2 separate regions of the Xenopus laevis genome follow, and region 1 is linked to region 2. Evidence: chromatin contacts called from public Hi-C data. All regions are on one chromosome and are shown on one strand. The core of a region is the stretch at or near the end of the contact, and the rest is flanking DNA. Distances in the headings are between cores, read along the strand shown.

Region 1 (5,212 bases), core at 1,908-4,407, 56 kb after region 2:
CATACAGGTATGGGATCTGTTATACAGAAACCCGTTATTCAGAATGCTCCGAATTACGGAAAGGCCGTCTCCCATAGACTCCATTATAATCAAATAATCCCAATTTTTTAAATTGATTTCCTTTTTCTTGGTAATGATAAAACAACAGCTTGCACCAACTAAGATATAATTAGTCCTTATTGGAAGCAAAAATATTCTATTGGGTTTCTATAATGTTTACATGATTTTCTAGTAGACTTATGGTATGAAGATCCAAATTACGGAAAGGTCCGTTATCCAGAAAACTGAAGGTCCTGAGCATTCTGGATAATAGGTCCAATACCTGTACCATCAATGATGCATTGATTGCTGTTACCCCTGAGTGGAATTCAGAGAAATCAATGGAATCAGTAATTATTAGTCACTACAATATGGATCCCTGACAGGACTAAGCTATAATTAATCCTTAATGGAAGCAAAACCATTCTATTGGGTTTATTTAATGTTTACATGATTTTCTAGTAGACAAGGTGTGAAGATCCAAGTTACAGAAAGATCCATTATCCAGAAAACCCCAGGTTCTGAGCATTCTGGATAACAGGTCCCATACCTGTACCAGGTGACTTGTGCAAGTAGAAAGCATGTTGTAGCCTCTAGGAGGTTAATAGGCACCTGTAAACTGATTTTTTTTTTTTCCCCAACAGAGGTTCAAGCTAATAGAGACCACATTCCAATTGGGGGAAACCGGTGCAGGTTTTATCAAACAGAACCATTGAACTGTGGTATCAGGTAGGTTAACGGTTTGGCACCTCCCCCCTGTTTACACCTACCTGTCCTTTAAAGATCCTTACTCATATACAGCAAGCAGTCTAGTGTACAAGTCACAACTAAAGTAGGGCCCCCATGACCGGCGGGGTACCCATCATCAAAAACAATTACCAGAATAAGAAAAAAAGGTTACCCGGCACAGCCGGGTTCTAGATTCCATTCCTGCATTAGCATAATCTGCAGTGACTCCGTATATTGCCCAGGAGGCTTCATTGCTTCCCTCTTTGTCATTTCCAAAGCAAACAGACAAGTTGGCGGCTAAAACTGACTGTAGTGAATATGACGTGGATCTTAGATTGTAGAAATTAGCTCTAATAAAATCTGTGTAAATGGTTGGTGGCATATAAATAAAAGATAATAATATTGTAATTTGCATAAAAACCCCTTCTTTATCACTGCTGAGCAATGCCGAGTAGGCACTGGATATGAACAGAAGCAGGGGTGTAACTACAGAGGAAGCAGACCCTGCGGCTGCAGGGGGGCCCAGGAAGTATAGGGGGGCCCAAAGAGGCCCTAATTAATGGGGATGCACAGAGTTCGGGATTTGGCCTTTTTCAGCAGGATTCAGATTCGGTCGAATCCTTATGCCCGGCCGAACCTAATCCTAATTTGCATATGCGAATTAGGGGCGGGAGGGAAAAATCGCATGACTTTTTGTAACAAAACAAGTAAGTAAAAAATGGTTTCCCCTTCCCACCCCTAATTTGCATATTTGGATTCGGCCTTTTTCAGCAGGATTCTGATTCGGCCGAACCTAATCCTAATTTGCATATGCAAATTAGGGGCAGGGAGGTTAATTGCATGAGTCGCAAAACAAGGGAGTAAAAAATGTTTCCCCTTTCCCCCCTAAATTGCATATGCAAATTAGGATTCGGATTGGGTATCCGGCCAAATATTTCGAAGGATTCAGGGTTTGGCCGAATCCAAAATAGTGGATTTGGTGCCTCCCTACTAATTAATGAACAATTTCCACATATGTTGGTAAAAAAAAAAAGGACAGCCTCCGGATAGGTCGGGGGCCCTAAAACTAATTTGCTGTGGGGCCCAGTAACGTCTAGTTAAGAAGGTAGAAAACTAGAAAGGCCACTAAACCTTAGCAGGAGATGGGTCAGTACCAATGGGTACAGGTGAAGGGCACACAAACAAGGAAGATGAAGAGCAAACTTAGGTGAGCACAGTATGTCCATATGTCACAGACACAGCTGGGTGGGCTGCTGAGCACAAAGGATCCAACCCAATAGTGTCACCCTATGGCACCCGTTTAGTTATTGACAGATCACATGGTGCAAGGCCTCGCAGCAGACAATGAAACAAGTCCATCACTGGGATCCACACAAATCCCACGGGCAATCCCAGAGCATTTGCCAACTTTCACACAAGTCATGCCCCTCACATCCCCATTCATCTCTACTGACAAGTCACAATAAACCCATGCACAGGGAGGGGTGGTTAGGGACAGCTAATAGCCTTCGGCTGTCAGCGGGGGGGGGGTGCGTAGGGTTGGAGTTCAACAATATATACGGATATAATGGGATTTGTTTAGGCAGCACTGTAAAAAAAAAAAAAATAGAGATATAAGAAACACAACAATTCTGCTCCATTCTATATAGAAGTGCTGAGACAGGAGGAAGTAGGCGCCTGTCCCATAGAGCTTGCAATCTAAGTGTTCTTTGTACGTATGCTAATCAGATAATGCATGGAGTCTGTGATTATGGGATGCCTCTGTAGCCTACAATGATATGCCAGTGCTAAGCCCACCCCCAGTGCAATTATAACAATATAACAATTATAACAATACCATCTACATTCTCCCGGTCACTGATGTGCTGCAGGTTACATCCAGTGTCCTCTCTGCTCATGTCCTGCTCGGGCCGGTACGACTCCAGCCGGGAGTGGGCATTTCTGCGCAGCTTGGGACTGGAGGACACACAGCACGACGTGGTGTTCCCCATGGTGAGGCTTCAGCGTCGCCGCCCCCCTCGGATCTCAATCTCCTACGGCTCCCCCAGTCTCTCCTCTCTCTGTTAATGAGGAATGGGAGCACAGACTGCAGGTTCCCCGGGTGGGGAGCAGCCCAATCCAGCTGCTAAAAACCCCTCTCCATAGGGGAAGGGAAAGCGAGTGCAAAGGGGTCAGCAGGCAGCGCCCCTTCTATTCCATAGTGCCCAGTGCTGGAAGCAGGATCCAGGCATCTCCCCAGCCCGCTGCCTCCTCATCAGTCTCCTTGCATAGCCCTGGAACAGCAGCACAAGCAGCAACCCCGCCCTCGCCTCAAGCTCCGCCCCTGAACTGGCAAACCAGCAGCGACACACGGCCCTCCCTACCCGGTGCGGCGCGCTGCGAAATGCTTCCGCTGACAACGAAAAGTAGGTTCCGTTTAGACAGGAGTGGTTTATAAGGAAGCGAGTGTGTGGGAGTGAACTAAAGCGGACCGCTGTCATGTTACTGCTCTGCTTTTATATATATTTTTTTTAACATCGCAATTCACTGATACTTTTCTTGGAGGAGTATTTTACACACACACACGTGACGTAAATAAAGTCACCCAGCTCAGCTGGCGCCTGCAGGGAGTTACAAATGAGATCAAGTGTCTTTGTCTGATTCTTACTTTTCTGTTACATTTGGGATTGGAAAAGCCACTGCCCATCTAGATTGTAAGCGCTAGGGTTGACACCTGGCCGGTAAAAATGATGGTTGATCCCAATGTTATTAATAGGGAAAAAAGATAAATATATAGTATTTTTTTCCGGAAAAGGTGGAAACCCTAGTAGTTACGCACTGTTTACTGGGGATGCACTATTTTGGATTCGGTCGAACCCCGAAGCCTTCGCAAAAAATTAGGTTGAATACAGAACCAAATCCGAATTTTTATATGCAAATTAGGGGCGGGAAGGGGAACATTTTTTTACTTCCTTGTTTTGCGACTAAAAGTCACGTGATTTCCCTCCTTGCCCCTAATTTGCATATGCAAATTCGGTTCGGACGGGCAGAAGGATTCGGCCAAATCCAGAACCTGCTGAAAAAGACCGAATCCCGAACTGAATCCTGGATTTGGTGCATCCCTACTGTTTACAAATGTCTCTTTTTAATACATATCCCCCTGCATTATCATAGTAGTTTTATCAGCAAATGCCACCTACCTACAGTTTTGATAAGTGGGTCACCCAAAGTCATCGCCGATCCTGTCGAAGGAGCCGCCTTAAGGTGGCCATACAAGGGCCTATAAAAGCTGCCGACAGACCAAGTCGGCAGCTTATTGGCCCGTGTATGGGGGCCCCCGACGGGCTTCCCCGATCGCGATTTGGCCGAAAGTCGGCCAGATCTCGATCGGATGGGACGACTAAAAATTCCGTCGGATCGCGGCCGCATCTGTTCGTTGATGCGTTTCCGTGATCTGACCGCCCGTTCCCGTTCGTTAGGATCCGATCTTTGGGCCCTAGGGAAAAAGTTTGGGAACCCCTCTTAATTCTTTGGAGTTTATTATTGGCTGAGCTTTCAAAGTAGCAACTGAATTTTAATATATAACATGCCTTATGGAAACAGTAGTATTTCAGCAGTGACATAAAGTTTATTGGATTAATAGAAAATATCCAATATGCATTATAACAAAATTAGACAGGTGCATAAATTTGGGCACCCCAACAGAGATATTACATCAATACTTAGTTGAGCCTCCCTTTGCAAATGTAACAGCTTCTAGACGCCTCCTATAGCCTTTGATGAGTGTCTGGATTCTGGATGGGGGTATTTTTGACCATTCGTCCATACAAAATCTCTCCAGTTCAGTTAAATTTGATGGCTGCTGAGCATCGACAGCCTGCTTCAAATCATCCCATAGATTTTCAATGATATTCAAGTCGGGGGACTGTGGCGGCCATTCCAGAATATTGTACTTCTCCCTCTGCATAAATGCCTTTGTAGATCCAAATGTGTTTTTGTCTTGCTGGAATATCCAATCCTTGTGTAACTTCAACTTTGTGACTGAAGCTTGAACATTATCCTGAAGAATTTGTTGATATTGGTTTGAATTCATCCGACCCTTGACTTTAACAAGGGCCCCAGTCCCTGAACTAGCCCCACAGCATGATAGAACTTCCACCAAATTTGACAGTAGGTACGCGTTTGCAGAAAGCGCTTCTTTCTCATACAGATGTTCTTTGTGCAAATTGTGCTGAAGTGTAGAATGATGTACAGATACACCATCTGCAGCAAGATGTTCTTGCAGGTCTTTGGAGATGATCTTTCGGTTCTCTGTAACCATTCTCACAATCCTCCACATATGCCGCTCCTGTATTTTTCTTGCCCTGCCAGTAGGGTTGCCACCCGGCCGGTATTTTACCGGCCTAGCCGGTAAAATACCTGCCAAGGCCGGGGCCGGTATTACAAATTTATCGGCAATGTAACT
Region 2 (5,180 bases), core at 1,249-3,748:
CTGAATAAAAAGCTAAATAACTCAAAAACCACAAATAATAAAAATGAAAACCAATTGCAAATTGTCTCAGTATATCTCAAACTCTCTACATCATACTAAAAGTTATCTCAAATGTGAACAATACCTTTAAAGCGGTTCAAAAGTCAAGATGTAAGGTTCTAGCTTAATTATGTGTTGAGCAGTAGTTCTCCTTTAAGGCTCGGACTAAACTAGAACGGTCTCAGTAAAATGAAACAGAGACAAGAGGTCTCATCAAATAAATCAGAAGCAATGCACCGTGCTGTCTGTTCTTTTCATGTAGCTCTTCTCCCATGATGAAAGTGCTGCTGTGGTTAAGCATGTGACAAGCCAAAACCCCTAATTGACTTTACTTTTTTCCTTTGGATTAATGTCAGTTTGAAACCTGTTTGTAATAACATAAATCGTTTATTTGGCTAATGTGTTTTTAAGAATGGTCTGTGGTTATGTAACCATTACAATAAACAGACGAGGGCCGGGATGTAAAATCCCTTAATTAGAGCTTTCACACTAAACTAGATATTCTGCATTGAGAACTGGCGGAAATTTAATTAAATGTAACGGAAATGAACAGAACAGGTTATGTCTCTGAATTCAGTTTGGCAGCTGGCACATTTCAAATAATAACCATTTTAACCGAGTAGTTAATTTGTAATGCTATCAGTTATTGTTATAGGCCGAAATATATTACAGGTATGGGATCCGTAATCCGGAAACCCGTTATCCAGAAAGCTCTGAATTATGGGATGTCCATGTCCCCATAGACTCCATTTTAATCATATAATTCAGATTTCTAAAAATGATTACCCTTTTTCTCTGTAATAATAAAAAAACAGTACCTGGTACTTAATACGTAATGTCACGTAATGTCAGTTACTGCGTGTAGGAGGCTCATTATTCGCTAGATTATACATTTCAGCTCTTATCATGACCTCAAGAGTGGCAACACTCCATTTTAAAGGGGTTCTTCACCTTTGAATTTGAAACTTTTCGTATGACATAGAGAGTGATTTTCGGAATCAATTGGTTTTCATTTTTTATTTGTGGTTTTTGAGTTATTCAGCAGCTCTCCAGTTTGCAGTTTCAGCAATCCAGTCCAAATTACCCCATGCATTGATTTGGATAAGAGACTGGAATGTGAATAGGAGAGGGGCTTGAATAGAAAGATGAGCAATAAACAGTAGCGATAACAATAAATGTGTAGCCTTACAGAGCATTTGATTTTTAGATGGGTCAGTGACCCCCATTTGAAAGCTGGAAAGAGTTAGAAGGCGGCAAATAATTCAAAAACTATAAAAAAGGAATAATGAAGACCAATTGAAAAGCTGCTTAGAATTGGTCATTCTATATAAAACTTAAGGGGGTTATTTATCAAAGTCCGAATTTATCTAAATATTTTCAGCTACAAACTCTGATCAAATCCGCTCGGTTTTTTTACTCTTATTTATTACATTTTCCCGAAAATTTGCTTTGCAGGGGAATAAAATCAGATTTTTATGAGTTTTTGTTTTTGGATTTTTCATCCGATTTTCATGATTTTTCCGATTTTTCATCCAATTTTCATGATTTTTTTTGTACTTTCATCTGATTTTCATGACTTTTTTGGATTTTTGCTCAAAAACTCAGAGGTATTGCAGGAAACCCAGCATACATCAAAAAATTATTGGGACTTTTCCCATTGATTTATATGCAACCTTGACATTTCTGAGATGCCGGATTTTCAGAATCGAACTTTTCCATGCTCGGGGTTTAATAAATTTAAAAAAATGTGTGATTTTTTTTAGTCTTATCTTGTAAAAAGAAATTCACAAGTTTTTCGTGATTTTTGCATGCTGAGTTTAGTAAATAACCCCCCTAAGTGTTAACTTAAAGGCAAAGAACCCAGTTAATAATTTCTAAAAACAATTTACCTGAAGTCAATAATTTCATGTTGGACTGAATATAAATTAATTGCACTCTGTTTGGCTGCGTGCTGGGGAACCACCGAGATCGATGAAGAAATCAGCAGCCCTTGGAAAATACTTGGCTAAATTGGACCAGAGCAGTTGCCTATAGCAACCAATTGAGACCAAAACTTAATGAAAGAAGAGATCTGATTGCTTGCTATGGGTAGAGGCAGACATATACTTTATACACAGCTAATGAGAGATAAAGTCAAGGCTAGGATTTATTTTAGAGAAAGAAATACGTTTAGAACTGATAGCACTGTTAGAATAGAAGCACTGTTGGTTAAGGCACATTTTGCAGAAACTAGGCCAACTATACATACAGAAGAACCTTCCTTCACAGGGGCAATATACACATGAATCTAACAATAAAATTCAGATTATACTTGGGATGACATTTCTACAGTCAGTGAGCTTGAAAGCATGGATCAAGTATACCCCAACAAGCAAGATGAAAATTATTGGACAGGAACGCAAACAGCGCCAGACTGGGGGCCCAGTGCCCATCACGCATGCAGCCTCAGGGCCCCCACACCACCCCTGCCCCCCCACACCACCCCTGCCCCCCACACCACCCCTGCCCCCCCCCCCAGCCACACCTCTTCTGGGACCCCGTTCAGCCACCACCCCCAAGTGATCAGTATTGAGCAGGATCAGGATGAGGCTGGTTGTCCCTATCTGAAGATGTGATCACCTAAGAACTAAGAAGTCATGGGCCCTACAGCAAAATAAATGTAGGGCCCCAATACATCTTGTCAAAGACAATCTAGCTTACTGTACTCAGTCAGGAGGCTGCTGGAGTTCCATGTGTATAGAAGAACTATCAATCTTCATGGACCTCCACCAGCCATTAAGCTTCCTGTGTTGCAACTCTGCTGCAAATTACTACCCTGAACTATGAAGAACACTTTACCTAGAGCTGCCCAAGATTATTAGCATGCTGTGGGCCAATTTTTTCACATGTTTTGGTCCAGATTATCATAAGCAATGATGTCATACAAAGGGACCTGTGGAGATATTGTCCATAAAAATCTCTTGGAGGATAACATCCAGCCCACGGGACTCCAATGGTAGATGATTGAAGAATGACCATGTACCCACACCTGGGCACATTTATTCAAGCAAAAAAAACAAAAAAAAACATACTTAAATTGGTAAAATCTCCAGAGAAGATAGAACCTTCAAATGCCAGAAACTATATATTTACTAACAATGTCCGTGTAGTAATAAAAGAAAGCATTTATTTCTGCTCATCCCTGGCAACTATGACAATAAGCACATTAAGGTTTGTATGCCATCCCAGTGCCAGGCTTTCCCTAGGTATAGTACAGGGATTGAACGTTGGCAGACTGTGTGTGCCGTATTCCTGTAGGATGAATGATTCAGCACGTATGCACACTCATATTTCTTTCATCTGCTCGCTTGACAGGAGGGAAATGCTCATTGTTTGACAATTCAGGTTTGAGATCCAAATTGTGAGTGGCCTGCGGACGGAAGATTACAGCAATTGTTTATATTGCCCCTGCAATGTCCATGTCTATTGACTTACTTAGTCCCAAGAGAGACTCCTGCAATGGAATTGCCTCTCTCTATTTCCAGAGGAAATTCTTGTGTATGCTGTCAATAAGTGCATTGTATTGCAGGGCTAAGACATGGAGTTAACTCCCTTTGTCACTTTAGTATTATTAGCTCAGCTATGTGGATTAAGGTATCCTTCACCTCCACACCTAAAGCTGACCATACATGCACCACTAATTTCGTATAAAACAATAGAAAGGAGGTCATAACATGCAGGGCCCCTCGTATGCTCTCCATCGCATGATCGCTACAAGTGTGTGCCTTAAAGAACAAGTCAAGTGAAATTCACTTGGGGTGTCAGTGTGAGATGGTAGTTCAGTGCTTGGTCCTTTAATCGGGAGGGAGGAGGCACCATTCTCAGTTATATCAAAGAGATAAAGGCACAGTTTTATTTATAAGGCAATGAAGCATAACACTCGTCAGATACTAATCAGAATCTGGTATCGAACAAGTTAATTTAAATCCCAATTCCTACTGTTTTCCTGCATAAAAACACATAAATACGTACCCCCTGCCAGCTGTGCCCTTAAAGAGGTTGTTCACCTTTGAGTTAACTTTTAGTATGATAGACTGGAATATGAATAGGAGAGGCCTGAACAGAAAGATAAGCAATAAAAATGAGCAATAACAATACATTTGAAGCCTTACAGAAATTTTTTTTTTTTTTTTTTTTTAGATGGGATCAGTGACCCCCATTTGAAAGCTGGAAAGAGTCAGAAGAAGAAGGCAAATCATTTAAAAGAAACTATAAAAATAAACAATGAAGACCAATTGAAAAGTTGCTTAGAATGGCCATTCTATAAAATACTAAAAGTTACCTTAAAAGGTGATCCACTCCTTTAATTCTAAAGTAACTTCCCAGCAAACTGCCTCCTTACTTAAAGGGGAACTATTGTGAAAATCGCAATGAATAGAAGCTTCAACATAATGCTTCATTATACAGAAGTCTGATGGTTAGATCCAATATATCTTTTATGGGGGGCTCCCTTTCCTAACAGATGTATTAGTGCTAGCTCAACTGACTCCAGCACAAACAAAATCTAACTAAATAACTGACTCTGGCACAAACAGTAGGGAAACAAGATTTCTGGTGAATTTAAAAGAGTGAGCTGTAAGAAATCATGTAGGCAAAATGAGCCGCCCTAAAGGCTATAGTAGACTTAATATATTCATTTCTATGGGATTTTTAAAAGAGTATTTATCAATGGGTAAAAGGGAAAGTTCATCCTTTGATAATTTTGCCTTTCAAAATCCCACAGAAATGAATGGAGTGTGGCGGAATTTTACTCTAGAGGACTGTGGTGATCTCTGACTTCACTCTTTGATAAATATACCCCATTCAAAATCAGACTCCCAAATCCTGAGTGAAGACAGAATGAAGAGAAACAGACGCTGAGAGGAGGAGAGTGAAGAGTAACGTCATTATTTCAGAAACAGGTCCGAATTTTAATTGATTATATATTGTATATATTTAGAAAATTTCTTATTTTAGTATGATGACACAATTACATTTTCACGACAGTTCCCATCAATGCAATTATTCTAAAAGAGTCATCGCCATGAAGAATCTTTCTGCCCCAACAGCCATCTCCCCACCAAAAAAATTGTAGACCCATGTTTCGACCAATACAGAAAGGC

What was found. Hi-C and Micro-C count contacts between places; a contact is called where the count stands out from the background.
Region 1: a contact with region 2 is called in a Hi-C map of the XTC cell line, with 3 times the contacts expected there. The contact joins the promoter of ccny.L here to the enhancer-like site in region 2. A contact is called at or near these places in 2 of 4 Hi-C or Micro-C datasets (the XL177 cell line and the XTC cell line).

The regions. Positions count from the first base shown.
Region 1 is chr6L:20,432,083-20,437,294 of Xenopus_laevis_v10.1, forward strand. It overlaps ccny.L (cyclin-Y), which reads right to left and starts at 3,158. Exons shown (of 10, transcript XM_018267164.2): 1 at 2,606-3,158. The coding sequence starts at 2,759.
Region 2 is chr6L:20,376,428-20,381,607 of Xenopus_laevis_v10.1, forward strand. The region is part of intron 1 of ccny.L (cyclin-Y); the gene reads right to left. Among protein-coding and RNA genes, the nearest start is that of ccny.L, 56 kb to the right of the region's middle. Within about 2 kb of position 2,499, at least 1 of the 7 cell types and tissues checked has an H3K27ac peak or open chromatin away from gene starts, as enhancers often do.